Linked DNA regions of Zea mays: region 1 is linked to region 2. A link is a contact called in public Hi-C data. All regions are on one chromosome and are shown on one strand. Each heading gives the region's core, a stretch centred on a gene start, on an enhancer-like site or on the middle of the called end of the contact. The rest is flanking DNA. Distances are from core to core; before and after follow the strand shown. Region 1 holds the start of LOC100284677. Region 2 overlaps LOC103631819.

The links. Hi-C and Micro-C count contacts between places; a contact is called where the count stands out from the background.
Region 1: a contact with region 2 is called in a Hi-C map of ear, with 1.7 times the contacts expected there. The contact joins the promoter of LOC100284677 here to the enhancer-like site in region 2. A contact is called at or near these places in 2 of 25 Hi-C or Micro-C datasets (ear and leaf).

Annotation. Positions count from the first base shown.
Region 1 is chr1:18,324,695-18,332,221 of Zm-B73-REFERENCE-NAM-5.0, reverse strand. LOC100284677 reads right to left here and starts at 4,297. Exons shown (of 8, transcript NM_001413062.1): 1 at 4,154-4,297; 2 at 3,692-3,730; 3 at 3,065-3,283; 4 at 2,441-2,528. The coding sequence starts at 3,717.
Region 2 is chr1:18,174,631-18,181,219 of Zm-B73-REFERENCE-NAM-5.0, reverse strand. It overlaps LOC103631819, which reads right to left. Exons shown (of 4, transcript XM_008653534.3): 4 at 5,698-6,589. The coding sequence ends at 5,759. It overlaps LOC542034 (MADS-box transcription factor 47), which reads left to right. Exons shown (of 9, transcript NM_001319773.1): 5 at 3,805-3,904; 6 at 4,022-4,063; 7 at 4,234-4,275; 8 at 4,392-4,543; 9 at 4,619-5,024. The coding sequence ends at 4,643. Among protein-coding and RNA genes, the nearest start is that of LOC103631819, 8.2 kb to the right of the region's middle. Within about 2 kb of position 5,044, at least 7 of the 20 cell types and tissues checked have an H3K27ac peak or open chromatin away from gene starts, as enhancers often do. A contact at or near this core is called in ear and leaf, where this site is marked.

The DNA of each region.
Region 1 (7,527 bases), core at 3,048-5,547, 150 kb before region 2:
GGTGAGGATATCCAATATAGACGAGGAAACACTCTTAAGAATCACAATAATATTGGAACCACTGAACCCAAAAAAAAACTAATTTAGAAGTTCAAAATCCAAAGGAACCTCAACAATAATAATAGATGAGGAGACAATCTTAGGCGCCGCTTGGTTTGTAGGATTTCAAAGAATTCCAGATTCCAGAAGAAAGCAATTCCTATGTTTTGTTGACGTCAGGTGTCGTCTAAATTGGAGCGATGTATCTCACCGTTCTTTAAGAAAAAACTTGCTTCCCTTCGCAGAATGCAGAAACAAAAAAACATCTGGTCCGACCCAAAAAGTTTTCACGGATGCCCAAGGTGACATGCCCGTGAAAGAGAAAACAGAGATAAAGGAAGCTCAAAGAAACAATTGTGTCTTTTCCACCAGCACCGAAGCAAGATTTGCACCGCTGCAATGACACCGCATAGCCTATCTCGAGTTCTCTTTTTCCAGCTTCAATGCGGATCAAGTGCCTAAGCGAGTGTAAAATGGACCTTCTCAAATGGAACGACGTTGAGGACCTGCCCTTGCCAGTTAGAAGTCAGTGGTGGATTGTATTATGAATAACATTCATAATCAATATGAGGGCACTAGGCCAACCACCGTAAACAAGTTATTTCTGCCAACACAAGAGCCATATCACTCAACTCGGCCGTTGTACTCGAACGAGAAACTTATGTCTCCTTAGTATTCCAAGCAATAAGAGAGCCACCCATTGTTTTCAGATCGTCCGACTAATCGCGATTAGTCGGGCTGATCGGTACTCTTAGCTCGATCAAGGTGTTCGATTCGATCAGGTAAGCTGATTATCCATATCGTCCGATTAGTCGACGATATGGAACAATTAATTGTCTGGTTAGCGATCAGTTGCGATAATTAATCAGGGTCAGAGTAGTCCAACAGTCTGTTTGAATGGCCCATAATTAATATAGCTAGCCCCCCTAGATCCCCCCGTCTCTTCGTCTTCCCTGGAATACCTGCAGACAGTTACATGTACCTGGAGGCCAGGAGCCCAGGACAACTGCTTTTCTTCTAGGATTGGTGGCTCCCTTCACCCTTCTCTCTCCCTCCAACACCCTTCTCTCTACACTGGCGGCGCAGACACACAGGGACTGGAGATGAGCACCTCGTCTGAAGGTATATGTCTGAAGTCTCCCAATCTTTTCTCATTTTGTTGTTCGGTTTAGACTTCAGTTCAGAGTTTCAGACTTCAGAGCTCCTGTCTTGACACTCGATTTGACGTCGCAGATATGCATGGTGGTGACAGACTTGTTGCTGGTGTTGTACTGCTGTTTTGGACTATTCATACTGTTGTTTTGGACTATTCATACTGCTACCTTGTCTACACTCTATACTTGTGCTTGTCTTGAGCAAGTCTCTATACTATATATATATATATATATATATATATATATATATATATATATATATATATATATATATATATATATATATATATATATATATATATATATATATATATATATATATATATATATATATGTCCTAGAAATACACAGGACGACCAGGTGGACGATTAGAGTCGATCAGGAGCGACTAATCGCCCTGATCGTCGCCTAATTGCGACTAATCAGTTGATCGCCCAGTGGCATTGATCAGACGATCTGAAAACAATGGAGCCACCAAGAAAAACACAAAATGCAGAAAGAGATCGACGATCAGAGGGATCACTAGCACAAGTAGCACCACAGTAGGCCTGGAGCTGTAAAGAACTTGTGCTTGGAAAGAACAAAGAACACATAGTCCCACAAAGATAACATAGCGAAGCAAGTGACTATAGTAGAGCTAAGTGGGGCCAAAATAAACTGACTAAGATATTCACAGAATAAGAAATATTAGGACAAGTGACACCAATATAAACAAGACTCCCGACTATGTGACGATACCGGGTAGGATCAACAAGAGGCTCACCATCAGTGGCACAAAGATGAACATTGAGCTCCATGGGAGTCTAAGAGAATAACGATCAAGAAAACCCTAAATGTACTTGAGACAAATAGAAGCCCTCAAACGTGGAGACCTCAATCCCAAGAAAATAACAAAAAGAGCCAAGATTAGATATAAGAAACTCAGACATGCCTTCACAAAGGCAATATACTGAGGGTTATATCATCAATAAAAAGAAGAGTCTGTCCACAAGTTGATGTGTGCACAATAAGAACAAGATCATCAGCACTGACAGAAAAACCAACATCAATAATCATAGGAAAAAACACTAAAACTCTGTTTTGCCACTACACCCATTTCCTATTCCTATAGTTTTTTCCTTTCCTGTGTTTTTCATTCCATTCTAAACAGGCCATAAAAATGTGGGTTATGTTGCGGAAAGGACTTTAGCATCCTCTGGTGAACTCAGCATCACAAATATAAAAAGTGGTCGTGCAACAGAGCTTACATTGTTCTGGGTTTTCACTTGATCAAGTGAGTTAAAGAATGCATTATATGCCTCTCTGTCTTTCAATAGCCTTTGTAACTCCTCAATACTGCATAAAAAATATTAAAATAGCATGATATAACAAGGTTGTCAACTCCAGCCAAATGATGCATCATCCGGAAAATTAATATTGTGCAAATACATATGCTGTCAACAAAGAGAATTAGCAAACACAGCACAAAGAATCAGCCATGCATAAATGGTCAATCCAAAATTATACAACATTTATCAACTAGTTCTCCAACCTACACCAAATGCCATTTTCTAGATGACCAGATCATCTATACTTTTATTACCCTTACAATCACCCTACAAGCCGTTCACAGATATGAGATGCCAATCCATAACATAATGGTTGCCCTAGTATAGTGTTAAGGTATCCAAATTAGAGAAGTCGTATGTTATAGATCTGGAGACAGTTTTGGTAAATGTCCCAGTTTGGGGATAACCCTAAGAGCATGCGCTTCATAGTAAAGGATGAGAAAGTATTTCAATGCAACATAATAAATATGTGATAGAGGAGACAATCTTGTATGCAAGAAAGCCAGAGATAAATCACTAGAGGGAATAAGACTGTGTGCTAACCTCTTATCCTTCAAACGGGCAATTATCCCTGCAGCCTCAGCAGGAGATGGTTGCCCACGGGATGAAGACTGCGGACTATCTGAAGCTCTTTGGTGTAGACTAGCACTAGAAGAGGTAGGGGTGGATGGACGTGAAGAGGAACCTACCACCGAGGGAGGGTACCAAGACTGCGTAGGGATGTCCTGGAAACTTGGATCTGCTTGCTGCTGCTGAGAGCTGCTATGAGCGCATTCAGCAGAGCCAATAGCAATAACCAAGAGAGCAAAATTTTCAGAACTTCTGAGGCATAATTTCTTATATGGCATCCTTAAACATTCAGTATAACTGTTAAGATGCATCCACAGGAAAATGACACATAGAAATTAGGTACAATTCTCTTATATTGACCAAAGAACTTTTGGACTGTGAGGGTGTACAAGGAGAAAAAAACTAAAACTAAGCACCATGGTCTTGTGATTGCACAACTTATTTGAAGTAGAAGGTTCCAAAGAAAACATGTACCAAATGCATATAGGAAATCAGGAATAGGTAAAGCCTAACTAATTTAAGCAGATAGATGAGATGCCAGGGCTTATAAAACATAGATAGTGACAACAGCCTAGATTGATTTCAATAATATCACCATACCCGAAGAGAGGAAATCTCCAGCTCATCTTATAGAGAAATCTGTATAGACAGAAAAAAGGTTAGAGATGTCAATTGATAAACTGATTGGTGATGTAATATGAGATGCTTGAACCCTTCTTATTCGTGAAAATCAAATTGACGACCAAGTAAATTTTGATTCCCATTCCTCGTGCGCATGCCCACACCAAACACCACCCCCATGAACAGCAGAGCAAAGTTGCCAGGGTCCACAACAGTGCACGTCACGGAGGCGAGCAGCAGGTGGCCAGACCTATACAGATTCACCAAGGAGATTGAGGTGGCCGTCAACTACGGAGCTCACTGCTCCATAGCCTCGGATCCAACCGCGCGACAGTCGCAGCCCCACCCGAGCCAGTCCCTGTGCGCGTCGGCATCGGTACAGCACATAGGGAAGAGGGCGAGGAAGATGGGAGATGGATGAGGGCGAGGTAGAGGACTCACTTGAGCTGCTTCGGTGGCGGAGCGACGCGACGGTCTTCGGTGGAGATGGAGTGGGGATCGAAGTATCGAACCCTAGCTGTGGCCTTTCCGATGGTGAAGCGTCTGAACTGAGAGAAAGCTACGTTTACGCGGATTGCAATTAGGTTGAAATGGTCAAAAATGATTCAATTCACGCAACGTTTCAATCCTTGAATTAAATTCTATTCTAATAAACAATTTAGGCCATATCAATTAAGTTAATTTAATTTTATATAAAATATATTTGTATATTATTATTAGCAAGATATCGAAAAATTTATGTATTATATTTTTATTATAGAGAAGTGAGGGGAAGGGTGTTCTATAAGTTATAGAGTGGAAACAAATTGTACTGATATATAAAATCATTTCTCATCCTCTACCTTATGAATTCTGGAAAGTGGTGGAATGATAAATTCTAAGCTAAATAAGTTATTTTATTAAGTAAATTTCAATTCCTTCAAAATGAATAGATCCAAACGTTCTGCCATGCTAATTCTTGGGAGCCAAACCAATTCTTAGAAAATGATTTAATTTAGGCCAATTTTGGGGAACCAAACAGCCTGTGATGCTATTTGGAAGATTCCCTAGGGAGTCACACTAGACAGATTCAGACATTTTCATAAATAATGATAGCTTGCAGATAATTATCCCATTATTTTGCAGAGAAGATTCTAGCTTACACATAGATTCAGATTGTTTCAACTTACAGTTTCAGACAATTATTCTAGAAATAATCTAGTTTATCACATATTAAGACTTTTGCTTTACAATCCAGTTGGCATAAAAAGCAGCAGTTGTTGCTACTAACATAATGCATCTTAATAGAGCTAATTTAATTCGAGTAGCACCAAATGCCAACCAAGCTAATAATAAAAAATAGTGTCTGGGGAGAAAAAAATACATTGCATAAGCTTATCACACATGCATTGTAGCTCCATTTTTCTTCTCAAATTATGCATTACTTCCACCAAGAACTCTACAAGTAAGCATAAGAAAAAACATTAGCAGCTAATATAAATTGGATAAACTGGAAAAACATTGGCGCAATGTAGTATAAACACTAGCACTACATCACCATGCTTTATTTTCAACTTATGACTTATATTGAACCACATGTAATTTAGCTACATGCAATTTGCATAGATAGGCAGACAATCAACAAATCACTAGATATGGGTTTAGCATACTTCTACCTAATAACCCTAACCGTTCGGCGCCCTGACTGTAGGAACCAGATAGATTTGAAGTCATAGATCGACACAGTCAAAGTCTGTAATAATGCTTAATTTAGTATCTTAGTCTTAGTTTGCTTATCATATGTTTTGATGCTTGTCGTGATGAACTCGTAATGAAGTTGGATCTTTGTAATGATTGTCACCAAGGTGTAGGAACCCCTGCCACTTGGTATAGTTATTAATAAAGTTAGTTATTTAGTTGGGCAACCCATTTATTTTCATTTTCCTCTTTATCTGAAAAGTTGTGTTGGCTGTGTTGAGAGTTAATGAAGATGATCAATTGTTCAGTGTTATGAATATTTCTATATACCTTTGCTTATGCTGAAAGACTGCAGAGTCAGATCCGATGTGTGTATGCTTTATACAAATGTTTGAAAACAGGCGCAGAGGTGGAAGACGTGCTCGGCAGGAGCAGCATGCACCCCAGGAGGAGGCACCTCAGCAACAGTTGCCACCACCACCCCCGATGATCGTTGCGCAGATGTTCCTGATGCAAATCCAAGCAGTCCAAGCAATTTCCCAAACTTTAGCAGCAATGCAGCAGGTGTAGCAGCAGCAACCCCATCAACCTCATATGTAAGTTCAAATGCCACAGATGTCTAGAGACAAGCGGGTGGAGTTCATGAGGGGTCATCCCCTATCTTTTGCCCATTCTGATGACCCCATGGACGCTGAAGATTAGCTGCGTACCGTAGGACGTGAGTTGCACACTGCTCAGTGCAACGATCGTGAGAAGGTTCTGTATGATCCCCACTTGCTAAGGGGAGCAGCATAGTCTTGGTGGGAGTCCTACCTTGCCACCCATGCAGACCCTGAAGCCATCACCTGGGAGGAGTTCAGGGACTATTTACGTCGTTATCATGTGCCTGAAGGATTAATGATCGTGAGGAAGGAGGAATTTCTAGCGTTGAAGCAAGGCCCCCTATCTGTCAGTGAGTATAGGGACAAGTTTCTGCAGTTGTCACGCTATGAACCCGAAGATGTCAACATAAATGCTAAGAGATAGTACCGTTTTCTGAGAGGTTTGGTTGACCCCTTCACTACCAGCTAATGAACCACACTTTCCCTACCTTCTAGCATTTGATCGACAGAGCAATCATGACCGAAAGGAAGCACCGGGAGATGGAGGACAAGAAATGCAAGATTGGTGGATCTCAGGCCGGGAGTAGCAACCATCTCCGTTGCTCAAGCAACCCACCTCAGCAGTTCAAGAAAGGTCACCCTCAAGGACACGAGCGTGAGCACCAGCAACAGTATCAGAGGCAGTCCCCTCAGCAGAAGCAGCAGTATCACCAGAACAATTAGGCACTTTGCCTTCCTGCCCCAGCAACCACCCAGAACAACCAAGCAGGTCTAGCACAAGGAGGAGGTCGTGGATGTTTCCATTGTGGGGAACAAGGCCACTGCGCGATTCATTGCCCAAAGAAAGCGGCTCAGCAGCAGTCAGCTCCCAATGCCCCTGCAAGACAGAATGCACATCAACAAGTAGGCAACAACCGTGGGCAACCTCGTGCCCGGTACGGAAAGGTGAACCACCTAGATGCCGACACAGTCCAGGAGACCCCAGGAGTTGCACTAGGTACATTATCAGTCGAATCCCACTCTGCAAATATGTTATTTGATATTGTAGCAACACATTCTTTTGTGATTGCATCATGGGTAGAAACACACAATATACCAGTAACACCCATGTATCCACCTATGAGGGTTAGTTCAATTGGTGGGAGGACCCAAATAGATAAATTTTGCCCTGTGAAAGAGTTCAAATAAGGGGGATAGAGTTCCCCGCTGACCGGATAGTAATGGGTACCCGAGATGTAACCAAAGATGTCATCCTAGGGATGAATTGGCTAACCAAATATCGAGCAAGCCTTAGCTGTGACGAGAGGACTGTTAAGTTAGTGTCCTTATCAGGAGAGGAAGTGTTAGTGGAGTTGGTCTTATCTGGACCAAGGAAAGGAAGCTATCACCATATCACCACCCATATTGAGGAAATCGAGCCATCAGAAGCTATCACAGTAGTATCAGAATTCCCGGATGTGTTTCTAGAGGATTTACTAGGCATGCCACCTGAAAGAAAAGTTGAATTTGCCATAGAGCTTATACCTGGCACAACCC
Region 2 (6,589 bases), core at 3,795-6,294:
CTATATAGAGTACATACATGGGCCACATGGGCCTAGCCTCATGGGCCTAATCCATATACTCTAACATCCTCCCGCGGTCTGAACTTCCGTCGCAGCGGAGTTCACAGACTGGACTCCAAAAGACAAAGTACATCACACCATAGGATCCCCCCACAGACTCAACTAGCCACTACTGATGTTGAGGCTGGAGCGAAACTAGGCGAAGGTTGTGGGGGACAGATATCCTCCGGGTCCACTGGAAGGATAAAAGACCTCACGAAAGGCCTAAGGGCCCAATAGATCGTAAGGTCACTCCTTCATGGGCCTGGGGAGGAACAATCAGTAAAGCAGATTGACATAAGGCCGGATCGGTGCAAGCCCGGACGGCCCCACAACGTTGAGCAAGCAACCACAACAGAAGATCCGACTTTCACGCGCTGGAGCCCCGTACGACGGAACCAGGCGAAGATAAGTCGGCAGAACTATAGGAAGATAGACTCAATCAGTTCACTATCTCTTAGGTGCAGTTTGTTATCTCATCCACATGTATTGCCTCACGGTCGAATATATAAGGCCTAGGGGGCACCCCTTCAAAAGGATCGATCCCACTATTCAGCCATCCACCCCAACTCTCTACGTTCTAGCTTTAGAGAGCTCCCTTGTAACCCATTACATAAAGCATACTCGCCAGGACGTAGGGTGTTACGCATCTCAAAGCGGCCCGAACCTGTAAACACTGTCCATCGTTCCTCGTGCATCCGGCACGAACCATTTAGCTATAGTCGGCGACACCGTCCTACTCCAAAAACACTTTGAGGGGCAACCCCGGGTGTGCGGTCGGACCCAAAACACCGACAAAGGTCGAGGACGGAAGACCCTTGGTGAAGATGTCGGCAAACTGGGAGGTGGTCGTGACGTGGAGGACCCGAACATCACCGACGGCGACCCGATCTCAGACGAAGTGTAGATCGATCTCCACATGCTTGGTCCGCTTGTGCTGCACCGAGTTGGTGGAGAGGTAGACAGCGCTGATGTTGTCGCAGTAGACCAACATGCTCCTGGAGAGGGGACTATGGAGGTCGACGGAGATCGTCCCCACGATCCAGGTGAGCACGATGCTGTCGAGGCGCACCCACGCGGTGATCGGCGCCACGCCGGTGCGGTCGCAGAGGACGTGGTCGTCCGGGGCGTAGCGGCGAAGGGTGAGGAGGAGCAGGTCCCGCCAGCGTGCGTAGGACGGCGACTCTGGCTCCAGGACGACAGGGACCATGAGGCGAATGTTTTGGACACTCCCAGCCTGAAGGTGGAGTTGAGCCACGAGCGGGTCGGCCGGGTCGTGCCAGAGCACCGTGGTGGTGGAGGTGGTGCGGTGCATGGTTCCGACGGTCGGCGTGCCCGGGACGCTGTACACGACACCCGCGGTGTCAGAGGAGGTGGCCCCGCCATCGTGGGCCGCAGGTGAGGCGAGGAGATGCTCCGCCGCGGCAATCTGAGCAGCGATAGCGTCAGCAGCCTTGCGCTCGCGCTCGCACATGAGGGCCGCCTCCCGCAGACGGGTCTATCGTGCCGCGTGCTCCGCGCGGGCAGCGGTGAGGGCGGCGATGGTGTAATCCTGGTGGGAGACCGGTGGAGGCGGTGGCGGATTGACGACAGGAGGCGGATCGACGACCGGCGGAGGGGGGATCGGAGGGGGAAGGTCCTCCGGACCCGCAACCCCTGCGGGAACCGCGCCCGCCACAGCAGCAAGGGCAGAGGCGGTGCTCGCGGCGGTGAGGAACGGGGGGCCGTGGGGGGCGCGATGAAGAGGGCGCCCCCCTACCGGCAGCGGCGGCGGCCCCTGTACCCGCGCGGCTGGGCACTCGGGGCGGCTCCTTGACGCGGGGCTCCGGGCTCGCGGCGCTGGGCGGCTGCGCCCGAGCGGCTGGGCGTGCGAGACCGCTGGCCCTGGCAGGGCGGAGCGCGGGCGGCGCACTGCTGCTGGCGGTGCTTGCCCTAGCTCGAGCTGGGGCCGGGGGCGGCTGTGTGGCTGGCGGCGCTGGAGGGCAGGGGAGGGGAGGGAAGAAACCCTAGCTGATACCATGTTAGATTAGAAGAATCAGATAATAGGGCCAACCCTAGAGAGGGTGGCTATATAGAGTACATGCATGGGCCACATGGGCATAGCCTCATGGGCCTAATCCATATACTTTAACAGAATTTCACGTTGTGGTTAAAAAATCATCTCGCATGTCCCACGTCAAAGCACATATCTAATTAAGTTCGGTCATGGTCGTTCTCATATGGGCTATGGTGCCGATGTGTATGTGTGGGGCAGGGGTTCGAGAGGTTTTCTCGACTTGTGTGAGGTCTTCTTAATATAATTTCCGGGGTTGTCAGAATTTCACGTTGTGGTTAAAAAATCATCTCGCATGTCCCACGTCAAAGCACATATCTAATTAAGTTCGGTCATGGTCGTTCTCATATGGGCTATGGTGCCGATGTGTATGTGTGGGGCAGGGGTTCGAGAGGTTTTCTCGACTTGTGTGAGGTCTTCTTAATATAATTTCCGGGGTTGTCTTAGGCTATCTCCAATAGCTTACCCACTATCGTATCTATATTCAAATTCTACTCTACAAACATTACAACCTGCAGTATAAAACAGTGCAAGACAGTGTTTTGGGTGGCCATATGCCCATATGGGTGAACTGATGGACACGGTCGTACCCATGCAGGTTGATTTTTTTAATCTGTAAATATATAGGAAAAAAATTCGAACACTAGTGGTTCCAATCGGTAGTAAGAAGTCCCTCGAGGGCGCCTATATGGCAGGCGTGGAACCCTACCATTTGAAGCCATCAACCGACACTGAAGGTCCTTTAGTACCGGGTCATGCAACCGGAACCAAGGATTAGCGCATTTAGGGGTTGTTTGGTTTCCTATCTAAGGCGCCACAATCTGCCTAAACTTAGTTGTTCGAATTGAAGAACTAACTTTAGGCAAAAAAGTTAGGCACATTGTGGCGCCTTAGTCAACAAACCAAACAAACTCAGAAATGTAGCTGATTTTCAATCGATACTAGCCCTTTTTTCAGTAGTGTGATAGAAGGTGGTCTTGTGGGTGTAAGGTGAAAGCCCTAGCCACATTTTGGTCGTTGCAGTAAAGCCGGTAAGGTGAAGGCCGGCATTGATATGAGGCCCCATTCCACTTACTTATGTAACTTAGGAGCAAACCTAGTTCGATTTTGTCATGTGATCAACAACGCCCATTATGGGTCATGTTCTTCTAAGAGGTATCATCTCGATATCTCTCTCTATCCTAAAACAGTTGATGCTAGATTTTTCGTAACACTTAACATTTGTCAAGTTTGACTAGATTTGTAGAAAATATTTAATAACATTTATATCTTTAAATAAGTTTGTTGTGAAAATAGATTTAAAGATCTATCTAATCTAATAATACTAATTTTGTATTATAAATATCTTTTATATATATTTGATCAAAATTAAAGCTGGGTTGACTCCTCGAAAGTGAACTACATCTTGCCGTTGCTGGCAGCTTAAGGTATGAGGTAATTGTTTGTTTCTTGGTTGTCGCTTGTGGAGCTGACTGCTGCCCTCTTGTTGTGGGCTCTTTAGATGTCGCTTAGTCGTCGCTGTGGTGCTACGAATGCTACTCTCTGGTTGTTATTGTTTGGTGTCGCTGTTGGTGTTTTTTGTGACTGCCCACTAGTTACGGACAATGTTGTTTGTTACTTGGTGATCCTCATGGAGCTACTCTCTGGTTATTGCTTGTGTGTTGTTCTCTGGGTATCAGCATGTTGCAGAAGTAACCGTTAATTGTCTACAGGCAGATGAGAGGAGAGGAGCTCCAGAGGCTGAGCGTCGAACAGCTGCAGGAGCTCGAGAAGACCCTCGAATCCGGCCTCGGCTCTGTACTCAAAACCAAGGTAGGTATGCCCTGCTGATATACTCATGAGTTGGTGACAGCATCAGACTGTATACAGTACAGTAATGATGCGTAGCATAACATAACCATCTCTTTTCTTGGGAAAAACAAATTGCAGAGCCAAAAAATCCTTGACGAGATCAGCGGTCTGGAAAGAAAGGCAAGCATCACTCCCTTTCCAAACTGCTCTAGTTAGTTTATCTCGAAAACAAACAAGATGCTGATGAAAGATGCAGCTGGACTCTTTCGCATTACGTTGTTCAGCCAGAAATCCCGTTTCCTGCCTTCTGAATTCTGACAGCGTCCGTCCTCACCTGTGTTGTTAAACAGAGAACGCAGCTGATCGAGGAGAACTCAAGGCTGAAGGAGCAAGTAAATCCCTGCTCTCTCTCCCCCACCTTCTGAATGAATGAAGGTTTCCATTCCGCTCTCCGTTTGTTTCGACCGACGTCTCGGAGGTTTAAGCCAACGGGGACCTGAAGCTGCAGGTGACACGGATGTCGAGGATGGAGACGCAGCTTGGCGCCGATCCAGAGTTCGTGTACGAGGAAGGGCAGTCGTCTGAATCCGTGACGAACACGTCCTATCCGCGCCCGTCCACCGACACCGACGACTGCTCCGACACATCGCTCAGGCTCGGGTGAGTTGGGGGGAAATTCCATGTAAAACATGCTGGCGGCTCGTGAGTAATGAACCTGCATGCTATTTACTATAGGCTACCACTCTTCAGCTCCAAGTGACGGAGATTTGACATGTCCGGTAGCGGAGCGGTGCCGATTGCTTGCCCTTCTCCACTCTAGATAGGTCTGGATTGGGGGAGAGCAAGCACTGCTGGATCGGGAAGACCCAAGTGACCAACGCGTCGCATCAGAATAAGGCATTTTGAGTGCTGTATGATGTGTGTATTCTGGCTCTGAAAGTGAGACCTGCTTTTGTTATAATACATACATACAGGCAGCATGGCAATACGTGACGGGGTATCCGCTGCCTGCAGTCCGTGACCTGTCTGTCGTCTCTGTTTCTAGTACCCGTATAATCACCCTGCAATTACCTGCAGCTGGTCATCGTTAGGAGAAACTCCAGTCCATGCAAATGAACTCCCAGCACTTGTGCTCTTCGCGATGCCACGTCGTTCTTTGCAGTAGGAACTTCGATGCGAATGTAGCAATAGCATACGGAGCAGCAATGGAGGCTAAAACTGAAGATGCTCCAAGATAAAGAGGGCGTTCTTGGCGTCCACGGGGGAGAGACTTTAATGGTGATGTAGGTTCAAGCCAAAGGATGGCTTGTTCTAGTTTAAAATATGTTTGATCTATTTTTAAAGGAACTATTGGAAAAGGAGTTAAAATTTTATCCACGATTTTTTTTGAAATGCTACTAAAAACTGGTTATTAGGAGTCATTTTTTGGGACCTCTTAGAGATCCTTTTAGGCTTTTAACGAACGAGGCACCCACTAGCATGCATCAAGCACCTCTCCTGCTTTATACAGGAACATAATTGCCCTCATGTCTGCAGATGATAGCGAGATGAGACATGATGACACTTTAGAATCTTTTAGGCTGAAAAGCCTAATCATGTGTGGTCGGTTCCGTTCTTTGAATCGCGTTCACCTGAAGCAAAATGTAATCAGACCTTTGGTTTCTCGACGTTGCAATCAGATCTTTACTGCTCAATTCACACCGTTTAATTCAGTGCAGTTTTAACGTGCTTCACTTTATTCAGCTTTTATATAATTTTTTTTTACATGTGCGCCGTCAGCCTGCCTCGTGTTAGGATAGGATGCACGGTTAGTAGAAACGGAGCGCGCATGAATGCATGCAAGACGCAGGGTCAAATTATTTTAAGCTTTCAGGGTCATTTTATTCCGTAACCAGATGCTACATGAGACGGCGGCGAACCGCGGCCGCGAGACATGGGCGGCGGTGCAGATGATGATGGCTTCATCATGAGGGTCTGGGGCTCTCTAGCAAACAAGCTATAGGAGGCGCCTTCAGAAGCGTCAGGCATCTTGCGTGGCGCGGCCTCCCTTGCGACCACCAGCAGGTTTCCTGGGAAATGGTCTCCCCATATGTCGTAGGTGAACTCTTTCTTCGGGGAAGGCGCAGCCGCAGCCGCAGCAGCACCCACGTCTCTCTTCACAGCCTTGTCTTTCACCAGATTGGAGCCAGGAGCACGAGACTGTGGAGCTGTCGGTGAAGACGTGGGGGCCAATGACGGAGAGCGCCATGCGACGGGGGCGGTCACTGCAGGGCTTGGAGGTGGTGATGTGATTCCTGGTGAGGCTGAACGAGAGCGAGGCTGCTCCTTAGCGACTTGCGACCAAGTTTTCTTCTTCTCATGATTAGCGCGAGTTGGTGATGCCGTTGCCTCGACATCGAATCTGCTCTCGACTTTGTTTTCATGCTTCGGCTCTGATGGCGCCCCAGAAAAAGACCAGCCATGTTTCGGGGTTGAGCTCTGCGACAATGGCGAAGACGGTGTTGAGTTCCCGCTGTGGCTGCTAGAAACCTCAAACTTCCCTGCCAGTCCTGCACCAACTTTCCGCTTCCTTCGTTTCCCTTTGTCTCGAGCAATCCTGATCGTGAGGTTTTCACTGGTCTGCGGAGCTTCTCTTGAGGCCTTATCTTCCACTGGATTACCTCGGGACACGGATACCGTCGAAGTTGTGTGCAGTTGTTCATCAGG